Regions from separate parts of the Mus musculus genome. Here region 2 is linked to region 1. The links are chromatin contacts, called in public HiChIP or PLAC-seq maps. All regions are on one chromosome and are shown on one strand. Each heading gives the region's core, a stretch centred on a gene start, on an enhancer-like site or on the middle of the called end of the contact. The rest is flanking DNA. Distances are from core to core; before and after follow the strand shown.

Region 1 (6,483 bases), core at 1,169-3,668:
GCAAGAGGCAGCAGACAGACAGCAGCAGAGCAAACACATCATAGGTTTTACATTCTGTCCTGAAGTTCACCCCAAACACTGAACAGACTAGAAGGACGGGAAGAATGCAAGTAATTGGTCAGCTCAGTCAGGCATGGTGGCATACCTTCCTGACTACAGCCATCGTGAGACAGGTGAGCAGATCTCTGTGAGTTCCAGGACAGCCAAGACTACACAATAAGATCGTGCCTATAAAATAATAATAATAATAATAATTTAAAAGTACAAGTAACAATGTATTGCTGATGGCTTGGAGAACTGCTGTACGATCAAGGCATGGGGAGCCCCCTTTTCTGGTTCCACACTATCATTTCCTAGCTTTACATGGTAGAAAACCAGGAAGCTCCCTGGGGCCCTTTAATAAAGGCGCTAATCCACCATGACAAGTCCACCCTTAAGACTCAACTAGGCCTATAATCACTGTGTGTGAGCATTCCAACATGTAAAGGCTGGAGGACATGAGATCCTTCCGTCGCTTACCCCTGGATAGCAGGACCATCTTCAAAGGAGCAAGAGGACAGACAGCAAGGCTAGAAAGACCACACCACACCAGCTCAAGTGAGGAAAAGAAGAGTCATTGGTCCCAGGGGTGGCACTGCTTTCAACTAGGGAGGCAGGCTGATGGAAAAGAGGAACATTAAATAAACAGATGACAGCGCTGTCACTAAAAAGGTTCTGGGTCCCATGGCTAGTGGGTGGGATCTACCTACAAAACTGGAAAAAATAACTTGTTACTGATTGTGTTTAGGCAATAATAAAACATACAAGTAGTGGTGGTGGTGGCGCACGCCTTTAATCCCAGCACTCGGGAGGCAGAGGCAGGTGAATTTCTTAGTTCAAGGCCAGCCTGGTCTACAAAGTGAGTTCCAGGAAAGCCAGGGCTGCACAGAGAAACCATGTCTCGAAAAAACAAAAAAACAAACAAAAAAAAAAGAAACAAAATAAAACAAAAACCATACAAGTAAACCAAAAGACAGGGCTAAGTAAGCATTAAATTTAAAACTATTAAAAGAGAAACTATGTAAAATAAATGTAAATAGAGCTTCGTTTATTATCAGTATTTTTTATTTTTCTATATACTACTGAAATATAGTACTTCTGTTTTTAAAAGCTAATACATAGTTTTTCCCTACTTCACATAATTTTAAAAAGAAAAAAACTTATTGGGTCACTATTCCTAATCTTTGAAGACTACCAGCAACTTTCTCTTGTTAATAAAGAGGACTTACAACTATGAAAGACAATTGGTTTTATTTCATTTTTTGTTTTTTTTTTTGTTTTTTTTTTTGCTTTCTGGCAGTTCCAACTGGTTTAACATCTCTTTATGAATAAAATTAATTTACACTGAAGAAGGAAAAAAGAAAATATTTCCCTAAAATTTGTATTGAGTATTTCCAAATTCTATAGTCTGGAGTTCTACATAAAGAGTCTGCCTCTAGAGGGTAAGAAAGGGGCCATGAGAAGCAGAAATGAGGCTTCGGGGGAAGGAGGCTCATAGGATGTGTGGTAGGAGATGGAAGGGAGTGGATAGGCTTACACGGTAATGGGGGTGGAAGGGCCAAGGTAATCGAGGGAGAAAGTAAACCCAAATTAGAAATCAGTAAATAAATTTTAATTTTAAAGAAATCTATTTTTAAAAGATTTGCAATGCAATTCTTAAGGAGCCTTTTAAAACACCAAAGCTAATCAAGCAATTATCATCTTCTACAGAATACTTCTGACATAATACTAAGCTCGCTGCCTACTGGCATTCTACAACCACTGCCACCTAAACTTGAAAAGTCCCTGCGAAGGATTCACTGCTTAAGAAAGATATCTTTCCCTTATTAGCTATCATTAACTCCAAGTTTGTGGCTACCTATACAATAGAGTGCTTACTTTAAGTTAGTATTAAAGCAAATTCTTTGCCTTTAAAATAAATACTGCACTAGGTATTTCTGATGTTTTGTTTTTCAATAGGCTTACATAAAAAGTTAATACTTTTCATTTTCTGTAAGAATTCAATTAATTCAAGCTTGAGCTTTAATTAATATAAGCTTATATATTAAAAAGGTACAAAATCTGACTTACTTGAAGAATACAATACCAAGATGGAATGTCTGGTTAAAAAAAAAAAGAATACTAGGATGAATAAGGTGCTGGTGAGAAAATATGACATAGACTAAAATACTCAAATCATGTAGCTTCTTGTTAAATGATAAAACATACAAGCCTCCCTTTCCAGCTCAGGATGACAGGGTGCATGCCTTGAGAGGAAATGAAGGCAAATAGCAGGTGAGACCCTGACAGTAAAATAGGGACACAACTTGTGAGAGGGAGTGATCTACAGACACAAGAAGGGCGCGGCAACAATGAAACTGTAAACAAGAGCAGAGGAAACTAAGTTCCCCAGACAGGAGAGGAACTGGGGTAGAGGAAGCTGATGTCCCTGAGGGCAAGCTCATCAGCAGATGCAGAAGGTAGGTGCAAAAACTGAGACTATTATCTCATTAATCTGCACAAATGGTATGTTTTATGGGTCAGTTGAAGTTACATTTAATTTTAAAAAGACTAGAAACCAAGTGTGATGGTGTGGGCCTGAATTCTAAACCTTGAGAGCCTAAGGTGGGAGGACAGTACAAGACCAGCTGGGACCACACACCAAGAAACCCTCCCCACAACCAAAGAAAGAGAAAGTCTGAGAGTGAAAAAATAACAAGACTTAAGAGAACAGTTCTATCAATCGCTCCACTTCTCCCTACGGAAGGTCTGCTGACTCCAGAGACAATCCAAAAAAGCCAATTTCTGATAGTGACTCAAATTGTTGACAGAGATAACAATATCCTGCAAAAATGAAGAGCACTCCATCTGAATACCAAGCAGACCCTCCTGAGTGAGGAAGGGCTTTTCATCTATCACCCCTAAGCATAGGATCACCCCAAGCACAAACCAGAGCATTTTCCCCTAGGGCAAAGACCATGGAAACCACATCAGTTAGCTACCCAGGATAACCGATGCCAACCAAAACAAAAAACAGAAAGGACTGAGAAAGTGTAATTTTTAAAACATGCCTTTATGAAAAATTAAAACTGCATAATTATTCAATACCCTAGGAAGAGAACAGAGTGAAGGGTTTGATTGCTGAATCCGGGGAAACCCTGCTAATTAAGGTCACTGTCTACTGTGACCAGATAGCTCCTCTGAGCTGCACACAAAATGGAGGGCTCCCTTTACCAGCAGGACTTCCCGCTCTCTGACCTTGTCTCACCTCAACTTTCCACACCTTCTACCTGGGGAAGGTTGAGTAGTCCTTGGCAGACCTACAAACTTCCTCTTCCCCCTGAAAGAACCAACCTAGCAAGTACCTAGGATTCCTGGAATGACTGACTCTCAATACAAATGAGGCTTTCACAGAACTTTAAATAATTTTCATTTACCCTGAAAATGCCTTCGTACTCTCCAAAGTCCATATATCCCCTATTTACCCCAATAAAGTGTATGTGTACGAGCCCATCCCTAATAAACGTACGCACACAAGCTAAGATTGTCTGAGGGAGCTGTTTCATTGAAGACCCTCAGAGAAGGCCTTCCTCTCCCCGCAACCCCTCCAGCCCTCATTCCCAGCCAGCCTGGGGTCCTGCAGAACCCTACCAGTTCCAGACTCCACTTCATCCTTCCAGCCAGTGTGCACCGCCGTCTGGATACCCTGAGAAGGGGGAAGTAGAGGATGCAGAACCACAACGGGACCCCCAAACACATACCAAAGCAGAAACTTAAAATATTCAAAGAAGGAATTAAAAAAAAAAAATTGAGGGAAACAAACAAAATGTTGTTTTAAAACAGAATAGAAAAAGCTTGGTCAGAAAAGATAAGACACAGAAAAGTCCAACATAGGTTTTTTCATGCAGCCAAAAGGAGTGTTTTTTCTTTAAGAAACTATACAAAAGATTTACTCGTGTTTAATTAAGTAAGAAGGTCCCAAAGGAAAATCAACAAAAAAACAAACAAGATGAGTGTGAAAGAGACTTTCATTATAACACTCAGACCTGCAACACTCAGCATTAAATCGTGAGGGGAAGGGGTATAGAATTTTCAGAAAAACAAACACATAGAGAAATCCTGTACAAAAGTGCTCTCCTCCAATATGACACAAGTATTGAGCAAAACTATCTTCAAAGTACTGAGGTAAGGTTGCTAACAGCTTAGCCAGATCTAGTGCTCATGGTACACAGTGTGTCCGGGCATCCAGACACCCATGCACTGTGCTTAAAGAGATCAGTTCTCTAGAAAGCCCAGCAACGTGAGGGACGAGGAGGCCAGGGGTAGTCAGAGGAGACAAGCTGGAGACTCTCAGAGCTCTTCTAGAGCAGGAAATCAGGGCTAGAGAAGCAAACCAGGGGCTCTGGAAAGTCAAGAATCAGAGTGTACCTCCAAGAGGGATGAACTAAAAGACCACTGAAGGCTTGGTAGACTTTTTAAAGGTAAACTAGGGAAAGTAACAAACACTCTCCTAAAACCCAAAGGGAGCTAAAAGAATGCAATGGCCCACATATGAAATGTCAATTGAATGTCAATGTCAAATGGACATTTCGTATTATCTGGCCAACACTAATCATGTGACTGCTTGGACAATTAGAAACCCTCTTAGTGTGAGTTTCTAATGCTGTGTGTGAAGAGACACCATAACCTCAGCAACTCGTATAGAGGGAAGCATTTCATTGGGGCTAGCTTACACGGCAGAGGTTTATGGCAGCACCCATGCAGACATGGTACTGGAGAGGGAGCTCAGAGTTCTACATCTGGATTGGCATGCAGCAGGAAGAGAGAATGACACTGGGGTTGGCTTAAGCACTTGAAATCTCAAAGCCACCCTCAGTGACACACTTCCTCCAATAAGGCCACATCTCCTATGAGGGTCATTTTCATTCAAAGCACCACAGGGCCCATCTCAATGGTGAAGACTGTTTACATTATCGTGGTATCTATTGATATCAGGGCAGCTACTGGTTCTCCAGCGTCTATAGCCGATCCATACATAAAGTGTAGGAGATGCAGTTACCAGTCTCACAATGCAAAAACAAACAGTGGGCAGGAAACAGGAAGAAGAAGTGAAGACAGATGTGGCATCAGAGCATTAGCGTCATCTTCTGATATAATGAGAGACCAAGAGATGCCGAGAGTCAACACGATGGCTCACACCTGCAATCCTTGCACTTGAGAAGTCAAGGCAGGAGGACAGCCCTGAGTCCCAGGCTAGCCCAGGCCTCAGACTAAGACTCTGTCCCAAGGAGCACAGGGCGGGGTGGGGCAGGGGAGGGGACACTACTGAAATTTAGTGATACAAGACATATGGCCTGAAACAAATAATTTAAAACCAAAAGTTAATCAGCAGAAGAATATGCTCAGGAAAGACCATGTGATGTCAGCAGGGACCACAGCACGTTGAACAGGCACGGCGGTTCATTTCAGCTTGGCAGGACTAAGAAACGCACAGGGCATTACAGAGGTAATGTTTTTCTAGACAGAATTAAGTGAGTGGAAGATCTGCTCCAAAGGTCAGAGGCTTGAGACATCATCCCATAAGCAGGCTCCAGACTGAATGTAAGGGGAAAGTGAGTTGAATCCATAGTCTCTCCATTGCCCTCTGTGTGCTCCTCCCACTGTTCTCTGTGCTCCCTCCCACTGCTCTCTGTGTGCTCCTCCCATTGCTCTCTGTGCTCCCTCCCATTGCTCTGTGTGCTTCCTCCCATTGCTCTCTGTGCTCCCTCCCATTGCTCTCTGTGCTCCCTCCCATTGCTCTGTGTGCTTCCTCCCATTGTTCTCTGTGCTCCCTCCCATTGCTCTGTGTGCTCCCTCCCATTGCTCTGTGTGCTTCCTCCCATTGTTCTCTGTGCTCCCTCCCATTGCTCTGTGTGCTCCCTCCCATTGCTCTCTGTGTGCTCCTCCCATTGCTCTCTGTGCTCCCTCCCATTGCTCTGTGTTCTCCTCCCACTGCTCTGTGTTCCCTCCCACTGCTCTGTGTGCTCCTCCCATTGCTCTCTGTGCTCCCTCCCATTGTTCTCTGTGCTCCCTCCCATTGTTCTCTGTGCTCCCTCCCATTGTTCTCTGTGCTCCCTCCCATTGCTCTCTGATCCACTGTAAGCAAGCAAGTGGCCTCTGGCTTTCCCTGCCATGGAGCAACCTATTGCCACGCCTTCCTCCTTATGATGGGCTGCATCCCTTCAAACCACGATCCAAAGAATCGTGAATGAGTTGTCTCCATCAGAAATCTGCTCACAGCAGCAACAAGAACAAAAGAGGCAACTATAGACCATGGAGGTAAATACAAGTTTCACATTGGACAAATCAAAACATGGCACAGACCTGGTCAGACAGACACTCTCATATGTCAGTATATGTTTCTATAAGCATGTTCAAGTACTTTTGAAAAAGTTTACATTCTTTCCAAATTTTATAAGTTCCCTG
Region 2 (6,483 bases), core at 1,854-4,353, 2.5 Mb before region 1:
TCTGAGCCACCTCTCCAGCCTGGTTTTGGACTTGAGACAAGTTGCTCTGGTTAAATATATCATTTTATTGATTTATAATGAAATGGTAATCAAGTGTGACTTTACACAGCAACCTGGAAACAGCATCACAGTTACACTGGTACAAAGTTAAAGGGCCTATTAGCATCAGCAGTCAGGAAATTCTAGAGCTAGGTTTTTCACCCAGAATTCTATATTGTCATTAGCCTTTTTATTTTGGTCTTAGTAACATAAATACTTAATGCGGTTACAAGCGTAGACATCTTAATAGGGTTCTAGGACTCTGAGCTTTTGCTTTCAATACCAAATAATATCTGAAAAACATGCTCACTCTTGTGTTTTCTCAGAAACTCCAGGAATTGGCCCAGGTTCATGTGATAATCATTCCGCAATCCATAGTCACCATGGGCCTCAAGGAGTAATTCCTCAAACGAATGGAAGAGGCGCAGGTCTTCACCGTCCCCCTCTGTCTCCACACTTTCTGCATGCTTGCAGGAAATGTGTTTCCAATTGGGGTATCTGATTGTGTGCCAGAATTCCTCACAGTGATTCTTGAAGCCCTCCACACAGATTATACCAGGCTTTCCTGTCATGCAAAATCCAGTCACATCTAACCTTTTTCCCACTTCCAAGATCTTTTTCCTCAGGTCCTGCTGATATATGTGGTGGCTATAGATCCACATGCGGAGGAATGTGTTCTTGACTGGCTTCGCCTGTACGGATGGCTCGTCCGACAGCTTTCTGGTGAGGAAGTAGGATGCGCTGTTGTCCTGCAGCCACTGGATGGCTGCACAGACACACAACTCACCTGGGTCGAAAGTCCCGAGATAAGCACTGAGAGCTTGGTTAAGCAGCAGCTGCTGTTGTCTGTCAAGCTCAGGTGACCGTCCAAACAGCTGCAGAGCCACGTATGGGTAGTTGTGAGGCATGGTTACTTGCAAATCAATGGTCACCTTAAAATAAAAACGACATAGATTTAAATACTGAGAAATCACACGAGCTAGTTTATCATGGCAACTGCACGATTACGATAGGAACAGTCATGGAGACTCTCAAGGGCCTGCCTGCCACTGAACAACGTATGCAGTCAGCTTTCCTAACCACCGCCGACCAGCGACGTGTGCTGGGTGTCCTGTGCTGGAACAGGAAGTGATGAAGTCAGACAAGATTCCTGCCTCAGACCGGAGCTTCCTGAGGGAGACCATGCTCACACATAGCAAGAATTTCATTTCAATTTGAGAGGCAGAATCTACTGTGGGAGAAGTTCAAGGTTCCACTGAAGTGTGTAATTAAGGAGATAAAATGGTCTGAGGGAAGGACAACTGAAGGCTTCGTAGGGGAGAGCGAAAACATTCTTCTAAATGTCCAGTCCACATGGTACCTGCTCTGCTAATGTTCCTAGGACTAAAGGGTCCAGAGCAAGGAGGTAAGTTTATATTTAACATTTAGGTTTTGTATGTGTAGTTACTATGCACATTCAGTGTCATTGAAAACCGATGAAATCCTAAACACTCATTAACTTCATTAAAGTCTGTCTGAATTTATGGACCATCTCATGTTTGGTACATTTTCCTTCCAAACGCATCCTGGGATTTGAAATTGTCTATTTGTTACCTGGACAGGAAGCTCATGCTTTGGGTTTTCCAGTTAACAAGTGGATACCTGGGGCTATGCCATTAAGAGCACTGGCTGCTCTTCCAGAGGATCAGGGTCCAATTCTAGGTTCCCACATGCAGTTCTGGCCTCCAGGGGGCACTGCATGCACATGATGAACAGACATACATGAGGGGGAAACACGCATACACATTAAAAGCAAAACACGATAGGCACCCAGAAACACTTAGGACCAATGAAAGCACCCACCTTGGGCTCCTCAATTTGGAGCGTGATGACAAATTCGATGTTGGGTGGGAGCGCCTCCCTGGTGCCTTCCAGATACCTCTTTATGTTTGTTAGGGCGTTTACATCTTCGAGTTTTACTTCTCCTTGATTAGGAAACATAGAAAACAGCATTTCCATCTCCAGCAGCTGAAGCTGAAGGCTTTCTTTTACTGACCCTGACATGTCTCCAAATCAGCCGGCTTGGAAACCTGGAAAAGGCCCAGAAATAATGGGGTTGTAAATGACGACTGGTGTCCAGGAAATTTTCCCAAGGTCCCTTTTCTAAGAGGCAGTCCCGCTGTTTGTAGAGAGCTACGGGCACGCATCCATACACTTTAGATTTCTCTCCTAGCCCCCCCCCCCCAATCTAGTACGCACAACATCCTTTAAAATGCTCCCTCAAACCCCAGAATCCTTGTCTCTCCTTCCCACCCTTGCCGGCCATTCTGGAGTCTGCGCTTTCAACAGGTGCTCGGGTGACAGATTTCGTGGCCGGTGGTTGCAAACACCTGTATTCCTGGTCAGCCTCAATCCCGGGAAAACCAGGGACCGGCCCGGGAATCCCACTTGGATCTCAAGCCTGCGCAGCTAGGAAGGATGCCTGCAGTGCGGAGGGGAGGGCTCTAGGTCATCCCCGCCGCCAGCCCCCATCCGCAGGCCCCCTCGGAGGACAGCCTCCCCGGACCGCAGTGGGGTGCAGCATCTCGCGCAGGTGCATAGGGACGCCACCGCAGAGCCAGGGGCTGGGAGGAGGGGTCTCAGCCATTTCCACTTAATAAAGTGACGCCTAGGGCTAAGCGGGTGAAGACCCGCGGGGATGACGCTGACCTCGCCTGGCAGGGGCTGGGCTGGGAGGTGATCTCGGTGGTCGGAGGGACGTCAACGCTCCCGTTCTTTAGGGACCCGGGACCCTGAGGCCCAGGCTGAAAGGCGCAGCTGTCCACCCCGGGAGCTAACCTTCGGCCCGCCTTAGCCGCCTTAGCCTCACCCTTTCAGATCACTCAAGCCAAGCAGCCCCGAACCCGCTCCGAACCGCAGCCGCAGTTCCGCGGGCGCGAGCAGCGCGCGGACGGCTGGGGGGCGGGGCTTGGCGCATAGGGCGGGGCCACAGACACCAACCCGCCGCGATTGGTCGGGGCGGGGCTTGGTGGTGCAGGGGCGGGTTCAGCGGCCCTTCCGGGCTGTGATTGGTGTGGGCGGGGCGTCGGGCCGGAAGCAAAGCTGGGCCACGTCTGCGAGGTCTGAGAGAGTTGGTTTGGTGCGCACTGCGCGGCCGCGTCTCGCCTGTGGAGAGAACGTTCTTGCTCCAGATCTAGGTGAGCGGGCGTGGAGAATGCCGGGCCGCTGTGGGTGGGGGTTCATCGGCAGCTGAGGCTGGGGCATGACTGCCGGACCTACCTATCCAACGCTGCGCGCGGCCCAGGTGCCTGAGGTCCTCGCGCTGTAGTGCGCGGAGCCGCGAGTCAATCAGTAGCTCGGAGCAGGATGCATCCCCAAGGGTGGCAGTTTGAATGAAAGAAGCAAACACTGTTAGGGCTTTTAATAAACATTGCCATACCTAATCGAAATTAGTTCGAGAACTCCAAATGCATTAAAGGGTGGAAGCATGCCGTTGTTCTATGACTGTGATTTTCCTTTGAGAGTTCTGAATTTCGTAGGAGTGGTTGACGCCCCTATGAATAATAGGGATACATTACCAACGGGTCATTTTTTTTTTTTTTTACAAAATTATATTCGTCCTTGTGGACAAAAGTTTGATAACTAAAGTAGCTTGGGAATGATCTATTTTACTAACCGGAGAAAAGCAAACATTTCCCCACACTTCTGGTAGTGTTGTGTATAGAAGCAAGGAAGGACAATAAAGCGAGGAGGTGTGGCTGTTAGCGGAGGGACAGCACCCCCTCTCTGGGCAAACTAGGATAGAGCTGACCCAGGAAGTACAGTTTGTGGCTCTGCAAATACACCGCTGGCCGAAGTGGAAAACCCGAGTTGAATGAATTGGAGGTATCCCACACTCACTTGTTTTTAAATGACAGGTTGGAAGTAGCATGGTAGATGTTAGTTGTTTTTGATGTTACTTTAGAAGGCTGCCATGCCTGTCTTTATGGAGATTGGTGAGGCTTCTGTGAGATGGCCTAGCTGATGGGGGTGGGGGTGGGGTTGGGTCTCAGACCAGAGGAAATGACTGTCCATTGTTTTTCTTTTGGGACTGTTTCTTTCTAGCTTGAGAGGAACAGCAAAAGAGCCACACGGATTCCAGGTTTCTGACCTTCAGCCTCAGCCTTTCACTGGCCGCACACCAGACTTTATATGATTAACCGAGGCCCACACCGGGAGTTGACCCTTCTGTAACATAAAATGATGGTGTGATGGCATTACTTTAGGACAGTTCATCCTGAAGACAGAGTGGAATAGGAGTGGACAGTGGCTGGTGTCTCTCCCGAGTCTGTCCTGGAGGGTATGGTTTAGGCAGGGGCTTCTGGGTAATTTTAACTCCAGGGTCTCCTTTTCTCTTCCCTGCCTTCCCAAAAGTGGTTCTCTGGAGAGGGTCCCATTGAAACAAATGTGCTACATTGAGTTGGCAGTTTACCAAGCAGTACTTGAAAGCTTTCCCTTCTTTTATTTCTTACTCTTGTAGGCATGGATCTGGAGGCTGTGTGTAAGCGCTCGGCACTCCATGCCAAGCCCCAGGGGCTCATTCTTCAGTATGGGACTGCTGGATTTCGGACCAATGCCCAGCATCTCGATCATATCATGTTTCGAATGGGATTGCTAGCTGTCCTGCGGTCAAAGCAAACAAGATCTACCATTGGAGTCATGGTTACGGCCTCACATAACCCTGAGGTAACAAGGTGCTGTCTTTATTTACAAGACTAAGCTATAGTGTCTAAGAATCTTGAACTGAAGTCCACACACTTTTTTTTTTTTTGGATTTTCGAGACAGGGTTTCTCTGTATAGCCCTGGCTGTCCTGGAACTCACTCTGTAGACCAGGCTGGTCTCGAACTCAGAAATCTGCCTGCCTCTGCCTCCCAAGTGCTGGGATTAAAGGCGGGCGCACACATTCTTTCCCTCCCTCCCTCCCTCCCTCCCTCCCTCCCTCCCTCCCTCCCTCCCTCCCTTCCTCCCTTCCTCCCTCCTTCCTTCCCTTCTTTCTTCCCTCCTCCCCTCCCTTCCCTCTCACCCCTTCTATCTGTTTCTCTATGTAGCCATGGCTTTCCTAGAACTTGCTCTGCAGACCCAGGCTGGCCTCAAATTCACAAAGATCCTCCTGCCTCCACCTCCCAAGCGCTGGGATCAAAGGTGTGTGCCACCATCACTGGCTCAAAGTCCACATTTCAATGCTGGGAGTCTGCCTCCTTATTTGTCCACACCTTTGGGTTTGAAACAACTCTTGCTGCTGCTGTGCAGCTCAAGGCTGAGCTGGGTGTGGAGGGAATGAATGGGATGAGGCTATTTTCTTGGAGAGTGTCCAGATTAGAGAAAAAACAGAGTGTCCTTCCAAGTTTGGATGGAGACACTTTATCAGTAATGTTATCGTCACAAGGAACTGAAGGGGCAGTGCATGGAGACTTGGGGCCAGCTGGTACCCAGGGCAGTTCTCAGCCATGAGCTGGGTGAACGACAGCAAAGGTTTGTTTCTCTTTTAAGGAAGACAATGGTGTGAAATTGGTTGATCCTTTGGGGGAAATGTTGGCCCCTTCCTGGGAGGAGCATGCCACCTGTCTGGCCAGTGCGGAGGAGCAGGACGTGCGGCAAGTGCTTGCTGCCATCGTGGAGAAAGAAGCTGTGGATCTGACACAGACCGCCTTCGTAGTCATTGCCAGAGACACCAGGTGAGGATGAGAGTTGTCTGTCTGTGCAAGCGTAAACATCCTTGAAGGAGCCATCCCATCAGTGGGAAGGCAGGATTAGGAGAGGCCCAGGCCACGCACCACTCTCTGCTTTCCTTTTTAAGTGGCACACAGAGGCTAAGTTTGGGTTTGGAGTCCCCACAGTTTTAACGCTCACATAATGTGATCGGGTTGGTAGTCTTTGGAAGCCTCTATCTCCTCAAGCATGATGGTGCCAAGTCAGCATTTCTGTGAGAGCTCCATGAAATCATCTGTGCTCCGTAGCCATGTCCTTGCATGTTGGAAACATGCAGTGAGTGTGACACTTGTAGGTTCATTTCCCCTCTGCAGAGCCAGAGCACATGATGGTTTTTAACAAATCACACTTGAAGATTTTGTTTGTAATTTGTTGCGGGTTGAGATTTTCTGTATTTCTCCATTCTGGAATTCACTGGAAATAATATTTTATAGTCCATGTGTTCCTCACGTTCAGCACCTTCTGCCTTTACGAAAGCTTACTTTTTTGTTTTGTTTTGTGACATTGGATTAAATGTATACCCTGAAACAATAGTTTTCTCTTTTATGCAAGCTCTGGCTTCGTCTACGTCTTCTTCAAAGGATATGTTCTTATTCTTCTCCTGGTAGCTGGGACTTTGTTTTTACCCAGTGTCTTGTTACTAGAAGGTTTTGCAGACACCACTCTCTCCTTAGGTCCATAGGCAGCAGAAATGCTAAGTGATTTATGTCCTTGA

Evidence for each region. HiChIP or PLAC-seq counts read pairs in DNA pulled down with a chosen protein or histone mark.
Region 2: an H3K4me3 HiChIP or PLAC-seq map of pro-B cells shows a contact between it and region 1, with 10 times the contacts expected there. The contact joins the promoter of Pgm3 here to the enhancer-like site in region 1. A contact is called at or near these places in 2 of 39 promoter capture datasets (both in liver) and 3 of 115 datasets of contacts at active chromatin or transcription factors (astrocytes, large pre-B cells and pro-B cells).

The regions. Positions count from the first base shown.
Region 1 is chr9:84,024,261-84,030,743 of GRCm38.p6, reverse strand. The region is part of intron 8 of Bckdhb (branched chain ketoacid dehydrogenase E1, beta polypeptide); the gene reads right to left. It overlaps Gm46124 (a long non-coding RNA gene), which reads left to right and starts at 5,956. Exons shown (of 3, transcript XR_001779250.2): 1 at 5,956-6,336. Within about 2 kb of position 2,418, at least 27 of the 459 cell types and tissues checked have an H3K27ac peak or open chromatin away from gene starts, as enhancers often do. A contact at or near this core is called in pro-B cells, where this site is marked.
Region 2 is chr9:86,568,462-86,574,944 of GRCm38.p6, reverse strand. Pgm3 (phosphoglucomutase 3) reads left to right here and starts at 3,103. Exons shown (of 13, transcript NM_028352.4): 1 at 3,103-3,215; 2 at 4,538-4,743; 3 at 5,550-5,734. The coding sequence starts at 4,540. Rwdd2a (RWD domain containing 2A) reads right to left here and starts at 2,957. Exons shown (of 3, transcript NM_001145969.1): 1 at 2,888-2,957; 2 at 1,882-2,108; 3 at 46-971. The coding sequence starts at 2,082. The coding sequence ends at 294.